Regions from separate parts of the Mus musculus genome. Here regions 1 and 2 are each linked to region 3. Evidence: chromatin contacts called from public promoter capture Hi-C data. All regions are on one chromosome and are shown on one strand. Each heading gives the region's core, a stretch centred on a gene start, on an enhancer-like site or on the middle of the called end of the contact. The rest is flanking DNA. Distances are from core to core; before and after follow the strand shown.

What was found. Promoter capture Hi-C pulls out the DNA fragments that hold promoters and counts their contacts.
Region 1: a contact with region 3 is called in a promoter capture Hi-C map of second pharyngeal arch cranial neural crest, with 2.1 times the contacts expected there. The contact joins the enhancer-like site here to the promoter of Plxdc2 in region 3. A contact is called at or near these places in 1 of 39 promoter capture datasets (second pharyngeal arch cranial neural crest), 3 of 484 Hi-C or Micro-C datasets (cerebral cortex, muscle stem cells and nephron progenitors), 5 of 115 datasets of contacts at active chromatin or transcription factors (embryonic limb bud, fibro-adipogenic progenitors, microglia and 1 more) and 1 of 9 other capture datasets (adipose tissue).
Region 2: a contact with region 3 is called in a promoter capture Hi-C map of embryonic stem cells, with 2.3 times the contacts expected there. The contact joins the enhancer-like site here to the promoter of Plxdc2 in region 3. A contact is called at or near these places in 6 of 39 promoter capture datasets (the 3T3-L1 cell line, cranial neural crest, embryonic stem cells and 3 more), 2 of 484 Hi-C or Micro-C datasets (cortical neurons and uterus), 3 of 115 datasets of contacts at active chromatin or transcription factors (epiblast stem cells, fibro-adipogenic progenitors and kidney) and 1 of 9 other capture datasets (adipose tissue).

The regions. Positions count from the first base shown.
Region 1 is chr2:16,663,456-16,667,319 of GRCm38.p6, reverse strand. The region is part of intron 7 of Plxdc2 (plexin domain containing 2); the gene reads right to left. Among named protein-coding and RNA genes, the nearest start is that of Plxdc2, 310 kb to the right of the region's middle. Within about 2 kb of position 2,614, at least 7 of the 459 cell types and tissues checked have an H3K27ac peak or open chromatin away from gene starts, as enhancers often do. A contact at or near this core is called in second pharyngeal arch cranial neural crest, where this site is marked.
Region 2 is chr2:16,810,538-16,814,298 of GRCm38.p6, reverse strand. No RefSeq gene overlaps it. Among named protein-coding and RNA genes, the nearest start is that of 4930515L03Rik, 200 kb to the left of the region's middle. Within about 2 kb of position 2,193, at least 11 of the 459 cell types and tissues checked have an H3K27ac peak or open chromatin away from gene starts, as enhancers often do. A contact at or near this core is called in embryonic stem cells and epiblast stem cells, where this site is marked.
Region 3 is chr2:16,354,177-16,358,185 of GRCm38.p6, reverse strand. It overlaps Plxdc2 (plexin domain containing 2), which reads right to left and starts at 1,882. Exons shown (of 14, transcript NM_026162.6): 1 at 949-1,882. The coding sequence starts at 1,060.

The sequences.
Region 1 (3,864 bases), core at 1,365-3,864, 310 kb before region 3:
AAGGTTGGGAGAGGAAGACAGTGTGGCATCTTCACAGCCTGTGTCATGGTTCTCCAGGTCCTAGAAAAGTACACATCTATGTTCCGAAGACTTAGAGAAAGATTATGTAACGCCCACTTACAATGTCATTAAATCTCATGTCATTAAATCTCATGTCATTAAATCTCATGTCATTAGGCTCCTGCCATTAATTATATTATTTCTTTCAGAGAGAGAGAGAGAGAAAAAAAAGAGATGACCGCTTCATGAAATGGAAATTAGTGGAACAGAGTATGATTGTTTTCAACCTTAGAATCAAGTGTTGAACAAAACAAGCCCAGTCAAAAGAGTGGATAGCATTTAGGGCTCAATCATTTAGATGTCTGTTCTATACCACATTAGTCCAAACTACTGAGAAGCAAGTTTTCAATATCAAAATTCAGTTGGAAAATTAACATGCCAGCATGTTTATAAGTTGAGGTAACTAAGCTAGTTAAAATTACAATCTTCCTTGTGTAGTAGGTAGGTGTAAATTAAACAAATGCTTGAGGGAAGCAATTAATAAAATAACAGTAAAAGTTTGAGGCAAATAAAACAGATAAGTAAAAAAAGCATATAGTATCAAGTTATAATTTAACAAACAAACACAATTCTAACTGGTAGCAAATTTCAGCAAAGATTGATATCAACATGTGCCCCCCTGCTTTATGGAATAATGCAGCTACTGAGAAGGGTCTGCAATGATAAGCACTACGTTTAGTGATTGAGTGATATAAAAACACTTTATGTTCACACTTGCTTACTTACTTCAATTTATTCTGTCCCACTCAGCATCCAGCAAATATGCATTGAGCAAACGAACATGCAAATGCCTGCCCTTTAACCTTGTGTTAAAATTGTTTCTATGGTGCTTAAGATTTTATATTATAACCAACATAAACTCACTACTGTGAATAAATCAAAAAGCAATTTAAGTAAGTAAAAAACTTGGTCTTGCTTGGCATATTTGGGCTCAGATGAAAAGTCAATGAAGACACAAAAAATTAAATGAAATAGTTTAACTAGAGTTTCTTGTTTATGGCATCCCTAGAGAAGTTCTCAGATATTTAAGGTTTATGAATTAGAGCTTTCTTTTCTTTTTTTTCTTAAATTTTTTATTATATAAATGCATTTTATACATCAAACATATTAATCAAATTGAGTATTTTGAGAATCAAATAATACATAAAAATATGTTCAACTTTTGTATTCATATCCTTTCATACCCCCAAAATATCATTTTTATTGGATATTTTCTTTATTTTTATTATTATTTATTTATTTATTGTTAGATACGTTCTTTATTTACATTTCAAATGCTATCCACTTTCCTAGTTTCCCCTCCAAAAACCCTCTATCCCCTCCCCCCTCCTGCTGCTCACCAACCCACCCACTCCCACTTCCATGAAATGCAAGAAGGAAGACCAAAGAGAGGATACTTGGATCCTTCTCAGAAGGGGGGACAAAATAACCATTGAAGGAGCTACAGAGACAAAGTTCAGAGCAGAGACTGAAGGAATGACCATTCAGGGAATACCCCACCTGGGGATCCATCCCATAAACAACCACCAAACCCAGACACTATTGTGGATGCCAACAAGAGCTTGCTGACAGGAGCCTGATATAGCTATCTCTTGAGAGGCTCTGTCAGTGTCTGACAAATACAGAGGTGGATGCTCACAGCTATCCATTGGGCAGAGCACAGGGTCCCCAATGAAGGAGCTAGAGAAAGGACCCAAGGAGCCTAAGGGGTTTGCAGCCTCATAGGAGGAACAACAATATGAACTAACCAGTACCCCCAGAGCTCCCTTGGACTAAACCACCAACCAAAGAAAACACATGGCGGGACTCATGGCTCTAGCTACATATGTAGTAGAGGATGGCCTAGTCCATCATTTATGGGAGGAGAGGCCCTTGGTCTTGTGAAGGTTCTATGCCCCAGTATAGGGGAATTAGAGTTTCCTAACATCCAAAGAATTCTGTGTTCTGTGGGGTTTTTTGTTTGTTTTTAAATTCATCTCTGTGGGCTGGGAGATTGGATAGTGCATGAGCACTTGCATAATTCACAAAAGATAAGTCTGAATCCATACCACTCAGGAAATGGCTGGGGGTGGCTGCTCATCAGCCTTTCTGGGGAGTGTGCAGAGAGGCACATCCCTGAGTTCCTGGCCAACCAGTCTCTAGGAAATGCCAAGTTTCAGGTTCAGTGACAGGCTCTCTCATAGTAATAAGGAAGAGATTGACAGCAGAGGATACACAAAGTCCTGTCCTGTTATGCTTTCTCTATGGACACAGAAGATATGCCACAAGCACACAGATAGAGAAACAGACACAAATTCAAACACAAACACACATTTTCTCATGCATATTTACTTATACATACAAACACATTCTCTTACACACACAGATGAACATTTTCACACAAACTCACACACACACACACACACACACACACACACACACACACACACACACACACACTGATCCTTTGGTGAGGTAGCAAATGCCTGAGAATCAAAGGAGCTAGTGGTACAGTGCTGCAAAGGGAAGCAATTTTCTGTTCTACAGAATGAATAATTTTGAAAGGCTTTGTACTTGGATAGAATGGAGATCAGCTTACACCATTCACTGCAGATTTATAGGCTGATCTGGCCTAAGTGAACTAAAGAGAGGACTTTGAAAATAATAAACGAGGCTCTTCTGGAAGGACTTAAACTGCAAGCACTGTGAAATAATTTAGAAGAAAAACATCACACAATTGCTTGTGTTTTCCATCTCACATCAAAAGTTATAATTGTTAAATTACAAATGACATCAATTCAAAATTATAAATTATTGTTTATATAATTATTATGTTTCAAATTTACTGTTGAATGGGTACACTTATACTTGAAAATTCATCATCAATCATATATAATTCCTAAGTTATTTTTAAACTGAAAATATTTATGCAAATATTATACATGGCTGTCAAAATTTGATTTAAATATATGTAGGTACAAGGTTTATTTTTGCCATGTCTAGTATGACAGCCATTTGTCACATGTTGTTCTTGAACTTAAAATTAATTAAGTATAATGTAAAAATCTAATGTTTCAGGTTTAGTAGGCAAATAGAAGTGTGTCTCTGTCACATTTACATATGGAAGAAGCTTCCAGTCATGTAGAACCTGGTGAACAAGAAATGAGGCGCTCTGGGTCAGTGTGCTGCTCTGCTATCATTTCGAGAATTAAAGCGAAAGCTTGTTTTACATAATCGTGACTAACTCCTTGGAACAGTTGTCATGTCTCCAAACATGGGAAAATATTGCTCCTATGTCAAAACTTGTACAAATGAATGTCTTCCAGAGCTCAAATACAAGGGAATTTTGAGACACATTGCTATACAAATTAACTGACGTTTTTTCTTTCTTTCTTTTTTTTTTTTTCTGGACACTATAGGGTGTCCTTATTGAGATGTGCAATATAATAATAGAACAAAAGCACAGGATAGCATAAGCCAGGTCAACATATTTGACGTAAGAATTACTGATGGAAAAGAGCTTAATATATGAACGTGACAGATAATATTGATGAGGAAAGGCATAGACAGAAATATGCTAAGAGATTTGTACACTGTCCCTCTCAGGGCTTGTGATAGAAAACTTTCAGGCAGACCAGCAGCTATATAGTTAAGCTTCCTTGCTAAAACTTTATTTGTGTGTTAAAATAAGTTTCACAGTTTTAAGTTCCTTTGGTTTTGTTTTTCAGGAAACTATGAATTTTCTACTTCTATTTCAGGAAATGAATTCCTTGTTTAGCTCAAAGGGGAGGGGGCGGGGGGCAATGAGGCTGGCTGAAGAAAGTC
Region 2 (3,761 bases), core at 944-3,443, 460 kb before region 3:
ATTTGGCATTGCTACTGACTGAATGTTTATAATGAATGTAGGCATGAAGAAAAAATTATATTGGCACACCTCTTAAATTTTTCAGACCCAGCAAGAGTAAATATAACTTTCCACAACTTTTCTACATACCACCACTAACAAGAGGAGATCTGTAATTTATAACCACTGGAAGAGAAAAAAAAACTGTCTTGTCCAATGGAGTATCACTGGGCATCATAACTGTACTCAGGGCAGGTTCAATGCTCAGGAGCAGTTGGACAACCTGAAACAAACTCAGTGGTATTTGTGTAGGCTTTTTTGTCTCATTTTGGTTCGTTTCAGATATTTACACTTTTGTATTTTTGTCAATCTGTACATGTGTTTCTATTTTCTTTAGTTTTTGTTTTTTGTTTGAGAGAGAGAGAGAGAGAGAGAGAGAGAGAGAGAGAGAGAGAGAAATTGAACATAAGCATCAACTTGATTGGATATGGAGGTGAAGAGATCCTAGAGGAATTGGGGTAGGAAAAATCATGACCATAATGTACTGTATGAATTTTTTTCAATTGGAAAATTGATAAGGGGAAAAAAAGGCAATTTTTGGAACCTTTTAAGGCTATCTATTTCATAGAGCCAACTAGAAAATGAATATTAATTATATTTTAAATTTAGATACGGAAAAAATGAAATCCCAAATATTGAGTACTTGTTGAGTGTACAGCAAAGGAAATGGCAAACTAAACCCAAAGTCTGGCTATAAACTCTGTGCTTCTTCCCCATTTCATGGAAGGATTGAATCTGTTTCTGTAGAGGGAACATGCCTGTGTGTGCAAGAGTGTGTATGTGTGTGTGTGTATATGAGAGTATGTGAACATGTATGTGTATGAATCTATGTAGGTACATGATTGTGAGTATGAGTGTGTGTGAGTGTGTATATGTGTATCCTGGCTCAGATAACAGGCAGAAACTGCAGACAGAAGCATCAGCTCTTACGTTATTTTCTGCATTGTGCATTAATAATCGCCAGTTACTTGGATACTGCATTGATGTTTTTCATGCTTGACATCAGTATAAAGATGATTTTATTTTTTGGAGCATATAATTAAGCACAATGCATGAGTGGAATTTTTTTCCGTTTTATCTTCAATTTTGGACTATTTTTATACTTAGGTAACATGAAGGGTCAGTGTTCAGGGCTGAATTGTTTCCCTTGCTTAGGCTTACTAGAAACTATTTTCATATATGTGATGGTAAATTAAAATGCAGTAGTAGATAAACAATAAAAAAGAGGCTAAATATCAAAACATGAAATTTTGCCTTGTAGGAATCTTGACTTCTGTGTTGCATGGCTTTTCCTCTTTCTGGGTTCAGAGAGTAAACGTACCCCAGTGTTGCTTTTCTTTTTTAGAATTATAGCAGCTATCCATGGTCCATTGCATTTTATGTTGTTGTTATATATTTCACATGTCATGAATGTGCATCAATGTGTGTGTGCACCTTTGTGAATGTGTGTACATGTGTGTCTAGGTGAGTCTGTGTGTGCATCTGGAGGTCAAAGGTTGATGTTCTGTGTCTCCAATTGCTTTCCAGCTTATTTTTTTGAGACAGGGTCTCTCACTGAACCCCAAACTCAGCTATTTATTTAAGCTAGCATAGCTGTCCAGTAAGCCCCAAGCATTTGTTTGTCTCTACCTTCCCAGCTCTGTATTCTCTGCTCTGGACTGCTATGCCAGGCTTTTTACACAGGTCTTGAGACTGAAACTCAGGTTCCTCTGCTTGTGTTTTCAGTGTTGAATTTACTAAGACATCATCTTTAGAGATGAATTTCAAAACCTGAGGGAACTCTTCTTGAGACCTTGTTTGTGTTTGAATAAAATGTGTAGTGAGAATCTCTGATCTGCACTCCACATCAGGGCCACAGCTCAGCCTGCCTCTGGGTGGCCTGCTGTCCCCAAGAACAGCCAAGTGAGACATCCATGCCCTAACTCACCCTCTTGGGGGCTCCTAGCAAGCCCAGCAACCCTTAGGTCTTCCCTGTCCCCTTTGGGTTCCATCTTCCCATCCACACCTCTACATGCAATCCTGGATCTGCACTGCACTCCTTGGGTCACAACTCAGCCTACTTTCCTGGAGGCCTGATGACATCCTAGACAATCAGAGTCCTGCTGCCATCAGGGACTACCAGCTCTAACTACACCAAAGGTCTTGTACTGCCACACACCCTCCAGTGAAGTCTGTTTGACAGGCTGAGAAGCCTGGGAGCACTCACGAGGCATAGAGTTTCAGGGAAACTCACCTCCTGGAGCTTTGGCATTCTCATTAACCTGTATACTCATACCCTATTCCCGTGTTAGTCTGGGGTATGGATCCACGTGCTCTCTTTTAGTGTTATCTTATTATAAGTGCCTTTTAATATTGAATTCTGACATAGCCAGAGCCTTCACCAGTGTTTCAAGGTTACAGAGCTTGGAATCTGGCAGGAATGCAGTAAGGAAGTTACCTATTCAGTAACTCATTAAGCATTACAAAAGATAGAGCCAGCAGCTCAGAGCTGGTCTGCAAAGTCTTTACTAAGGACAGTAGCAAATCTCACCCAAACAAGGGAATACCATAATAGAGCTAGGGAATCCCACTGAGACAGGAATCTTCTCTACAGCCAGGTATAGCAAGCTTCATATTAGGAGCAAGTTGGTGAATTCTTCTGAAGACCCAGGAAATAAGGGGGAGGGGGGTTGTGGTATTGCAGTATTCATGAGAAGGTCTGCTAGTGCAGAACCCCTGGTGGTGGGCTTAACAATAGACTAGCTTTACACCTGGCTCCCTACTTAGTAGCAGCAGCCTGGTCCCTGCCTTCTTTTGATGCATACATTCCTTTTGTATAGTGGTGGCTTGTATCTCATCTGGCTTCTTGCTATTCTGCTGTATAAACAGTTTGATGCTCGACCTGACAAAATACAAGAGATGGAAGAGCAGATTTCTGAGTTTGAGGCGAGCTTGGTATACAGAGTGAGTTCCAGGACAGCCAGGGCTATACAGAGAAACCCTATCTCAGGAAAAATAGAAGGAAAGAGAGAGAGAGGGGGGGGGGGGGAGAGAGAGAGAGAGAGAGAGAGAGAGAGAGAGAGAGAGAGAATCCCAGGAGAAAGATACGATATAAAAATTGATACATCAGTCAAAGATGTATTAAGAAAATGCCAAATCAAAACGTTTCTAATACAAAGTATCCCGCAAACTTGGGACACTATCAAAAGACCAAGCCTAAGAATAATAGGATTAGAAGAAGAGAAGATTCACAAATTAAAATTCCAGAAAATATCTTCAAAAAAATCATAGAAGAAAATTTCCCCAACCTAAAGAAACAGTTGGCTATAAATGTACAAGAAACTTACAGATCACCAAATGGATTGGATCAGAAAAGAAAATCTTCCTGACACATAGTAATCAAAACACTGAATGTACAGAACAAAGAAATAATATTGAAAGGTGCAAGGGGGAAAAGGCCAGATAACATATAAAGGCAGACTTAACAGAATTGCACCTGACTTCTCCATAGAATGTTGATGTTAGACTAAAAGCCAAAAGGGCCTGGACAGATGTCTTGCAGACCCTAAAAAAGCATAGATGTCAGCAAATCTTGTAATCACCATAGATGGAGAAACCAAGATAATTGGTGGCAAAACCAAATTTAAGCAATATCTTTTCACTAATCCAGCCCTACAGAGAATAATAAAAGAAAAACTCCAACACAAGGACAGTAAAGCCAAGAAAACACAATAAATTAATAA
Region 3 (4,009 bases), core at 633-3,132:
TCACTCCTGCTGGGAGTCTACAAGAGTTCACAGATTCCTGCCCCAGTGTTTCACTGACCTGCCTGTTCATTTCTTTGCTGAAGGGCAGAGATGGGGAGCAATCTGTGGGGTCACAGTGGAATGAGTGGTCTTGGGAGAAAGCTGGATTAGCCAGTCCCTGCTCAGTAGGAGGACACTTCACTACCACACACCTAACCAGACAGATCACCAGGGCACAGGGTGCGGCCAATTGCAAGTATCTGGAGGCCCTTCTCCTCCAGGGACAGTGTCAAGAAACCCTGAGGAACTGCTGGCATGTTGGGGCCTGTCTGTGAAACAGACAGGCAGAGGACAATGGGGCCAGGGCTTGTCCTCATAGGCACGACTGGTCCCCATCTTCTCCACCTCTTCTCTATCCCTGAACCCCGCTGCTTCTACTGCATCCACTTAGTAACCCCACAATGAGAAAACTAGTGAGGATAGCCTGAAGGAGGGATGTGCAGACACAAGGCGTTTTCCCTTGGCACGGGGCGACCTGCCATCCCTGACTGTCATCAGATTGTTCATCCATCCATCCCTTCCGCGGCGCACAGGGAAGAGCCTCTGAGCTCCAAGGGATGAGAATCCAGAGGGGAAACAACCTGATGTAACCAAGATTCAGAGAGGTATCCGCAGCAGCAGGCTCTCTCACACCCCGACCTCTTTGGGCTACTTGGGGTTAGGCAGGACCACCCCCTGGCGCCCAGGTGGAGTAAGCATCATAGCTTCAGGGAAGTCCTGGTTTCCCACACCTTTTGATCAAGCAAACCTCTTTCCCCATTCGAGAAACTCAAGTTTCCCAGAAAAACAACTAGGATAAGTTTCCCAAGGGCAGATACTTTGGGTGGGTGTGAGATGAGGATGGAGGTTCGAAGACACCGGAAGGATCTTCAGCCACACACAAAAACAATTGAGAAAAGTACTTCTTACCATTGGTATGGTGTCCAGGCTCCCCGTGGGCGAACTGGAACCGGTCTGTTAAAAAGTGACAAAGTAACATAACTCCTGCTGCGGCCAGGTCGGCCCTCCGGAACCTTGCCATGCCGCTGCCGCGACCTCTCTCCCCTGCCCAACGAATTTTTTCTTGAGACCCTGGGCTCCGGGGTTATCCCTGGGGATGGGGCGACACGGCCGAGCTCTGCTGGTGAGTCTTGGGTGGGATCCGGAGGCCTCTGACAGTTTCGCTAGGATTTCACTCCGGGTAACAGAAGTGAAGGAGAGACAGCTGAACCCTCTCCGAACTTCGGGAGCTCTCACTGCAACTTGTCACCCTCGCAGCCCCCAACTGAGACACAATCAACCAAGTGAGGGGAGGAAAGGTCACTTGCAGTAGGGTCGGCAAACTCCCGGGTCCTCTCAGGCAGCGCCACCCGGGCGCCCACAGACGGTGACTTCCGAGCGCCCGCGACGCGCTCCACTGGGTTCAAAACAGATCTAATTCCACTGGCTGCGCCGGTGCTGTTCCAGATTCAAGAGGGCGCTGAGCACCGGAGGAACTTTCCCAGACTTAGGTCTGGCCCCGGCGGGTGGTTGGTGTTCCCGAGAGAAGGAGGTTAGTGGAGGCTGGAGAAACCCCTCTGACAAGTTTTTCTTCTTTGCTTCGCCCAAGGCTGAGCGCGCGTCCTCGCCCGCAGCCGGAGGGATGGGCAGCTCCGGAGAGTAGAGCCGGGAATGCACCAGCTGCTGTGAGCAGAAGAGAGGTGGGGGTGTTTTTTAAAGAAAAAGAAAAACGGGAAAGTGAGGTTGCAGCCTGGTAAGAGAGCCCCTCCGGGCTAGGCAGGAGGTGGCTCCGAACGCCGCGGAGCCCCAGGAGTTTGGTGGCGGAGGCGCCGCCGCGCTCCCCCGCGCTCCAGCTCTACACTTTGGGGAGGGAAGGCGGCTTGCCATTTGCTAGATCTACCGCTGAACCCTCCTCTCTTCCCTCCGCCCTCCTCCCTCCCCTTCTCTCCTCCAGGCTTCTCCCACCTTCCTCCCAAAACCCGCAGCCAGCACCAACCTGTCCATTGGCTGAGCTTTTCTCGGGGGAGAGGGGGCGCCAGAAAAGTCTCCCACAGATGAAGCCCGAGAAGACTGGCTGGGGAAAGCCAGAGGACCATTGCGGCCCCAAACACCCGAGGACTGGTGCGAGTGGGGCGGTGGCAGATTCTAGTCTCCCGGACGCCATCCGCCCACCCGGTTCATGACCTTTGCAGAGGAACCGATGCCGCCTGCACCCTCCAGGCTTCCGTGGCTTTTGGGTGTCAGCCTGCGGGTAGAGAGGGATGAGGCCCCCCAGGGAGCGCCCACTATCTTCTGATTTCCGCCTGGGCACTAAAGGGTTAATAGTATTTCATCCCTCACTGAGGGCTGGTCTGGCAACCGTTGGGTGGCGGGGGAGCAAACCTGAGTCGCTAGGGTTACTGACATCCCCCAACTCCCAGCCCCCATCCCATCAAAAGCCCCTCCTACCCCAGACCCGCACAGAGGGAGGTGGAGGTGGCTCTGGGCTGCAGGGTCCTGAGGCCGCCACCGCGGTTTGGTAAAGTGTCAGAAGGAGGGAAAGGGAGAGTTTAAAGAAACAGGAAGCCCATTGAATTTCCTATAGGGGGTTTAAAGGGTTTTTGCTTGCTAGTTTGTTTTTGTTTTTTCAGCTTGAGGGTCTGCTTCAGCATTAACCCTTTCCAGGCCCCTTATCCGCTTACATTTAATTTAATTTAATTTGCATACACTTAGCCATCTTTTAATGGGGCTAAATAGAAAGCAAAGAGACAATGCATCCTTGGTGAAAAATACATGTTCTGGAGCACTGCCTGGGCTAGTACTTCAATTTTTTTTCCACAAGGAGCAATTTATTTAAGCTTTAAGCCTCAGGTCTCCAGGCATCAAATCAGGAAGATTTTATACTGAAGTTCATAGAAGGTCCTAGAAAGGAGGATTAGCCAAGTGAACTTAATTTTTTAAATCATCTGCTAGCCTGAAGAGAAATGCTCTTTCTTGAAGACAAAGGGAGAGCTAATTTAAACACATTCGAAAGTGTTCTGGGTTCAGCCGATGCTGTAGCTTGTTACTGTCTTGGCCTTGCCATGCTTTGAAGAATGCATGCATGTATGCTTTGAATCCATCTCAACATCTAGCAAAACCCACTGGAAGTGGGCCAAGATTACTGCAAAATTCGATACAGAAATTTTTGCCTTTCCACTGAAAACATTAACAAGCCTGTTTTCTCTAAAATAAGACTCGTTTCTCTATTTTGGGATATTTGTGAAGGTTTAAATACTCCATGCTTACACCTTTTATTATTCCAAGATGCTTGATAAATCCTGAGCTTTCTTCTGAGTGGTTGATGTCCTCTTGCCAACCAGACTTAAGACTGTAATTCTCTTATTTTTGCTCTACCAAGAGTGTTTTAAATCCTCAATTACATCTCAATCTGTGTATCTAGAGTATTTACATCAAGTTTAAAAGAGTGGTTTCCTAATGAAAAATTAATGGGACAGTCATCGATGTTGAGTTTTCCTTCTGCACTTTGAATGGCTGACACCGGTTGTGGATAGACTACTAATTATATTTGATATTAATTCTGTTCTCCCTTGAGTGGTTGTGAACAAGGAATGAGCACTCAGGTGACTTCCTGTAAACCTGCTTCCCACCTTAATTTGTAAAATAAAGAAGAGCTGATGATTAGGCAGATAAAAGGAAAGGTGGAGCAGGAGAGAGAGAGAGAGAGAGAGAGAGAGAGAGAGAGAGAGAGAGAGAGAGAGAGAGAGAGAGAGAGAGAGGAGAAAGTAGAAAAGGGAGAGGATGCAGAGGAGGAGGAAAAAGAAGAAAATTGGAGCAAAAGCACATCACCTGGAGAAACCTAAAGTTCTAAGGGGTCTCATAAACTGTGGAAGATGGTAGGATAACGGTAGACCTGCCCAATCTAGGCACAATCATGTGTTCATATTAATTGAGTCGTGTTTTCACTGCCGGGGGCTTATTTGGGATGGAGATTTACCTGCCAGAATCACTA